Regions from separate parts of the Mus musculus genome. Here region 2 is linked to region 1. A link is a contact called in public Micro-C data. All regions are on one chromosome and are shown on one strand. Each heading gives the region's core, a stretch centred on a gene start, on an enhancer-like site or on the middle of the called end of the contact. The rest is flanking DNA. Distances are from core to core; before and after follow the strand shown.

Evidence for each region. A called contact is a pair of places that touch in the nucleus more often than the background predicts.
Region 2: a Micro-C map of embryonic stem cells shows a contact between it and region 1, with 2.8 times the contacts expected there. The contact joins the promoter of Fam83b here to the promoter of Hcrtr2 in region 1. A contact is called at or near these places in 1 of 484 Hi-C or Micro-C datasets (embryonic stem cells), 1 of 115 datasets of contacts at active chromatin or transcription factors (embryonic stem cells) and 1 of 9 other capture datasets (liver).

What each region holds. Positions count from the first base shown.
Region 1 is chr9:76,322,176-76,325,292 of GRCm38.p6, forward strand. It overlaps Hcrtr2 (hypocretin (orexin) receptor 2), which reads right to left and starts at 1,448. Exons shown (of 8, transcript NM_198962.4): 1 at 1,107-1,448. The coding sequence starts at 1,329.
Region 2 is chr9:76,565,614-76,568,730 of GRCm38.p6, forward strand. It overlaps Fam83b (family with sequence similarity 83, member B), which reads right to left and starts at 1,502. Exons shown (of 5, transcript NM_001045518.2): 1 at 1,451-1,502.

The DNA of each region.
Region 1 (3,117 bases), core at 198-2,697:
ACCTTTGTTTTTTTACTTCCCAGCTTCCCAGCCTCTTTCCTTTCACTCACCTCTCCGCCTTATTGAGAAGGTAGTACTGTCTCCAAACTGCCTGCCTCCTCCTGTCATTTTCAACAGATTTCCTCCACACTGCCCTCTGCATTCGAAAAGCCTCCTGTTCTCCATTCATCAAGGTACATGCTCCTTCCATTCACAATTTAAGCCCTAGCTCTCTGGAGAAGCTCCGTGTCTTGAAAGCGATTCCCCATCCTGTCCTAATAAATCCATCACCGCGGTCCCTATAGTTTCCTTACCCCTCACTTGGTCCCTCAGACATGGTGGTGGGGAGAATAGTAATGAGCGCGCAAGAGAACCTGTGCTCTCACAGACCAAGACAGACTCTGACATTAAGCTTAATCTTGTTGTAAGAAAAAGAATCAGTTGGTAAAAATATTTTTCTGAAACTGATAACAACCACTTGCGCGGTGGTGTGCATTGGTTGAATGAATGAATGCATGCATGTATGCATGAATGAATGCTTGAATGGATGGTGAGAGTGAGCTCCGGGGTACTTTTTAGGATGCTCCTCCTTCCTCCTGCGGCTCCAGGCACCGCTTCTGTTTAATTCTGCTTTTGCGATGGAGCGCGCTCCTCTGTCTGCCTTTGCCTCCACTCTGCCCCTTCGTTACCACTTCTTAACCCGAGCCTAAGCCTCCTTGCTAAAGGACGTGCCACCGAGCTCACGAAGGCCTTATGACTTCATCAGTTTCTGCGGGTGCAAGTCCTCCCCAGTAAACCCACCCAGCCTGCACAAAAGCATTACAGATTCCCCTACACTCAGCAAATCCACCTGGAGGTCCTTGTCCCTCTCCTTGCGCTTGTGTTCTTGGTTCTCAAACAGAAACAGTTTCCCTCTTTTCTCTGCAAACAAACAGAATAATCCTTCTAGAGATCCCTCCTAGTTTGTAAATTCAGAAAACTTAAAAAAAAAATTTATTAGAAACCTCAGCCAAGAGCAGCGACCTCTTTGTTTGCACCCCAGGAGAAGGGAGGGGTCTCCCAGCCTTGCAGCCTGGGCTGAGGGGAGGTGACAACCCTTTTGGAAGGCTGCCGGAGACCAGACTCACCCAGGACGTTCCCGATGAGAGCCACAACGAACACGATGATATACCCTGCGATCAGGACCCACTCATATTCTTTCGGGTGTAGGTATTCCCTCCACAGGTACCGCAGGAATTCCTCGTCGTCATAGTCCGTGGGATTTAAAAACGGCTCTTGAGTTTCATTCAGCTCTGAAGCAGATGACCAGTTGCGACGAGAGAGGGAATCCTCCAGTTTGGTGCTGGACATCACGGACTGGTCCCGTTCGGCTCAGTGCTGCAAGCTTGTCTCCGCCTGCCCCATGAGCACTGAGGATCCGCGGTGGGAAAGGCTGCGCCGCCGCGACTAGGGGCTCTGGAGCCGGGAATGACGTGAAAAGTTCCTGAGCCAATGCCTCCAGAGCCTTGCGCCCGGCAACTTCGGGCTGCTGCTTCAGTGTCTTTGCAGGGGATTTGCACCAGGAGAAGCTGCCTAAGAGCCAGGGAAATGGCAGGGGAGGTTGCAGCAATGATTCTGGAGTAGAGATCCTCCTTGACCTCAGCTCCAGCTCAATCACTCTTCATTCCAGCACTTAGCTTGCAACCCACAGCTGTCCCCAGGGTTGAGGGACAGAGAGATGAAGCTGGAAAATAAAAGTGGGGCGGGAAAGGGTGGGGGGAGTAAAGACAATTACCTTAACCTGTTTCTTTGTGGATTACATGTCCCTTTTCCATCACTTGCCTTCTATTGTACGTGCAATTTCTATACTATACTGGTATGCATAAGCCTGTGGATGTGGCTGGAAGGTCAACGCATGGTTAACGGAAGATCCATTTCTTCGCTTGTCTTAGTGATGCAAACGTAAAAGTAATCATGACCCACTCTAGCCTGGGCCAGGCCTATGCAAAAGTCATTCCATCCAAATATTTTAATATTTAATATAGCCTCGCAGTATTTATCATGTGCCAAGTTGGCAATGGCTGAATTGTTAAGGCATTGCCTGCCACTCCTTATCAAGAACGAGGAGAGGACCATTTTTAATTGAAGGCTGTATTGAATCGGGATGTGCACTTTCAAGGGCAAATGTAACACATCTCAGCAGAACCTACTATTCTGCTACGTGGACATAGTATTAAACTGACTCCTAATGAGTTATTCCAGCAATAGATTAATTAATGCATCCCTTCACCCGCACCAGAGGAGATTCTGTTTGCAGTAGATGACGGTTAATGTGGAAACGCAGAACTGGCCAAGATGCAGAGATTAAGACACTGCATGATGTTTGGCCCTAAAAGGAATACATTATACCATAAGCCCCCCTCCCACAGCTCAGGGATCATTTTGGGAAGAGAAGCCTGGAAGAGCCTAAGAGTCTGAGGCAATCGATGACGGGAAGGAATCAGTGACACTGAATCCAGACTCAGTGTCGTCTGGATACAGTAGAAAAGCTGCACATAGGAACTCACAGTGGTTGTGACAGCATGTTCAGGACCTGTGCAGGTCTAAGCCAGAACAAACCGCAGCATGGGGAGGGGAGCTGGATACAAAGTACCCATCCCTGTTGACAATTGTTAACTCCTGGGAGAGTCCGGTTTTTTGTTTTTATTTTCCCTAAGAGTGTATCCTCTGGTTAAAATCTACCACCCTCCAGTGAAGGTCCCTGCATCCAAGAATATCTGAGTTCAAATTAGCCTTGATGGAATAAAAAAAAGTAACAGGAACACAAAGTTGAGTACGTAGGAAAGGCGAGATTGATCTTAGAAAAGTTGGGAGACAGAGTGGATGGATCAGAAGAAGTACAAAATTCTCAAAGAACTAACAAAACAATGATGTGTCCATGCATACATTTAATTTTACTGGAGTCTTAAGATCATTTAAATGCTAACATTATCATTCAAAAAATCATCCATTCTTCTAGAACTGTTGCCTTCTGTGAAAGTGGGGACAGGCCTACTATGGACTTAAGTCACAGCCACTGATACAAATGTGGTACCTGTTGAGAGCTGGCCTTTCTGTGATATAAATAGTTGGTCTTCTTTTCCCTACACAATTCATTTC
Region 2 (3,117 bases), core at 252-2,751, 240 kb after region 1:
GCTAATAATTAATTATTGTAATTATATTTTAAAATAATTACAATTAACAATTAATCGTTATACATATGTACATAGATTACTTATTCCACCCCAAGAATGTTGCCAGTTAAGAAGTAAACTCAAAAGCATAATCGCAGAGACATCACTGAGTCAGCACCAGGGGTGTGGTTTGTCTCTGCATCTGTGCAATCCCTTTCACCAACTCTTCAACTGAGCTACTTCCCACAGTAAATTCTGAGCAGCTGCAGTCTCCACCTGCCAGGCTTAAAAAGGAGATCCACCCATCCCCTCAGGCAGGCTCTGCAGGCTGCACCAAACACCCTTGGTAGAAGCATACATCCCTAATGTCCCAGTCCCAAAAGCAAAGGGGTGGAATTAGCAATCTGATGGTGTAGGGACAGCTAGCTACTGTGCTTGGAACTAAGAGTGACAGTAAGTAGAAGACTGACAGATCTCCGCCCCACTTTGCAATCATCATTGGTTCTTTACTTTGGAAAACTCCAAGCTGTTTTCTCTCCTAAGCTCCTCTCATCATCTTCCTCCTTTCCCTGTGGCTTGTCAGCTCTGATTCAGCATCAGTCAGATGTCCTTGGGCCCTTGGGCTTGTTGGGATGAGAAAGGGAAAGAAGGGAGGTGCCTGCCAGTAACCTGGATTTAGGAGGTTGAGTCTGAAAATGGACTGTGGGAAATTATAATCTCGCTTCAACTGCTTGCAACCAGCATGTCTTCTTGTCTCTTGATATGTATTTATTTAGTCTCCACCTCTAGATCAGAGAGACCTTGTAATCTGTAGCCTTATCACACTAACCATAGCCAAAGGGCCGCCGGCATTCCCATAACCTCCCATCTGTCCTAAAAAGCACTATTGTCTTTTTACACACTCATGATCCCAGCAGTAAACACAAGCTCTCCGCTCCCTCGCTCACAGGAAACCCATCAGACAGAACAGGCTTGAAGTCTCCAAGACCCTTCCAGAAGCCACCTCTGTGCTTAAGGTCACAACCTACAGGGGCGGATTCCCAAGGGATCAGAACCATCTGGAGAGCTCAGTGAGGTCACAGACCCAAGGCACCCCAACTGTAATTAATCATCCAGCAGAGAGAAAGTGGATCATAGAAAAACTCTTCCTCTTCAACTTCTGCTTGGTCTTTGAGCTCTCTCTGCAGCCGAGCTCTGGGCTTCCTGGTAACCCAGACCCGTCCATTTCCACCCTCTTCCCTCGCTCTCCCCAGACCCTCTTCCACCTAATCTTCTCTGAGGGTCCTTCTCGCCAGCAGGAAATTCATCAAGCGATCCTGGGGGGGGCGGCGCCTGTTCTCTAGACCGCACCTCCAAAGTCAGAGACATCACTTTCAAAACTTTGTAACTCCCTCTCCCCAAGTCCAAGGAAGAGTCCTGGAGCGCAGCCCCGCACTCTGCAGGCCCCGTCCGGTCCCCGTGCTCCACTCACCCGCCGCCACTGCTGCCGCCGCCGCCGCTGCGAAGGTGGCGCCCAGGAAGCTGGGAGGAGGGAGGCGCACCTGCGCGGGCGGCGGGCGGGAGCTGGCCGCACCTCCCGGGCGGTGCCGAGCGTGTCACCAGGGGGCGGCGAGTTGCAACAGGTCCCGATTCTCTACACAGAGTAGCACACACGGCCCAGCGCCCTGTCTGAACTCAAAATCCCAGCCCTGCACACAGCACTCTTTCTTTTCCTCCTCGCCCGCCGGGCTGGGACGCTGGAGCAAGTCTGGACACCTGCGCGCTGCGAGCAGGGACCCGGAAAAGCCAAGCACACCTGGGAAGAAGGTGGACCTTTGAGCTGGACAGGGGTGCTTTCCGCCTGGCTCTTGGGCTCCAGGATGCACTCTGGAGCCCCAAGCTTTGGAGCAGGGCTGACCCGCAGCCCGTAGCCCACAGCCCGCAGGGCAGGCCCCCTGGCTGGTTTGGAAAAGACAGAGATTGAAAGGTAGTTGAAAGAAAGAATTTCAAAAACCAGCAGCTTGGGTATGGATTTTCGACTGTCTTGATTTACTTGGAAGGAAAGGACAGAGTTGAAAACAGGGATGTCAGCAATACAAGCAGCTCTCTCCTGGGAACAATGGAAGAAGCAGAGACTGAAATTTGATTTGTTTAATTAAATGTATTTATTCACTTTACAACCCAAATATCAGCTCTTCCTCTCCTCCCAGTGCCCCCCTCCCCTCAAGTAAGTCCTCTCCCCATTCCCCTGAGAGGGGAAGCCCCCTTCTGGGTGTCAGGCCACACTGCTGTCATCCCACCACTACCCTACCCACGCTGAACATTAAGTTGCTGCAGGACTAGGCATATCCTCTCCTATGGAGGCCAGACAAGGCTGTCCATTTAAGGGTGTGGGATCCACAGGCAGGCTGGTAGGCAACAAACAGACTAGGATAGCCCCTGTTCTCCTTGTCTGAGGGACCTGCAGGAAGAACAAACTGCTCATCTGCTACACATGTGCAGAGAGCCTAGGTCAAGCCGTGCTCACCCAGGTTAGTGATTCATTCTCTGGGAGATTCCAAGAGTCCAGGTTAGATGACACTCTGTTGGTCTTCCTGTGGGGTCCCTGTCCTCTTCGGGTCCCTCAATCTCAAATGTGGTCTGTCTACACGATGGAATACTGCTCAGCCATTAAAAACATCCTGAATTTCGCAGGCAAATGGATGGAACTAGAAAATATCTCCCTGAGTGAAGTAACCCAGACCGAAAAGGACATGCATAGTATGTAGTCACTTATAAGTGGATATTAGCCATAAAGTACAGATAACCATGCTACAATCCACAGACCCAAAGAAGCCAAAGAACAGGAGAGTTCAGGGAGTCAGTCTCAGAAGGAGAAACCAAATAGAACAAATAGATATTGGAAGTCTATGGAAGGAGGGAACTGCGTGGAAGAGGGGAGTGGGGCAGGAGGAGGATTATGTAGGAAGAGCAGAGGAGAAAGGAAATCAGCTGAGGGACAAGGGGCGGAGACAATCTCTAGGATGTGCCAGTGACCTGGGATGGGGAGAGGCTCCAGAAGGTCTAAGGGGGCAACTCTAGTTGCGATTCCTAGCAGGATATGGATCCTGAAGGGGCCACCTCCTGTAGCCAGGCAGGACTCCCAGTGGAAGGATACGG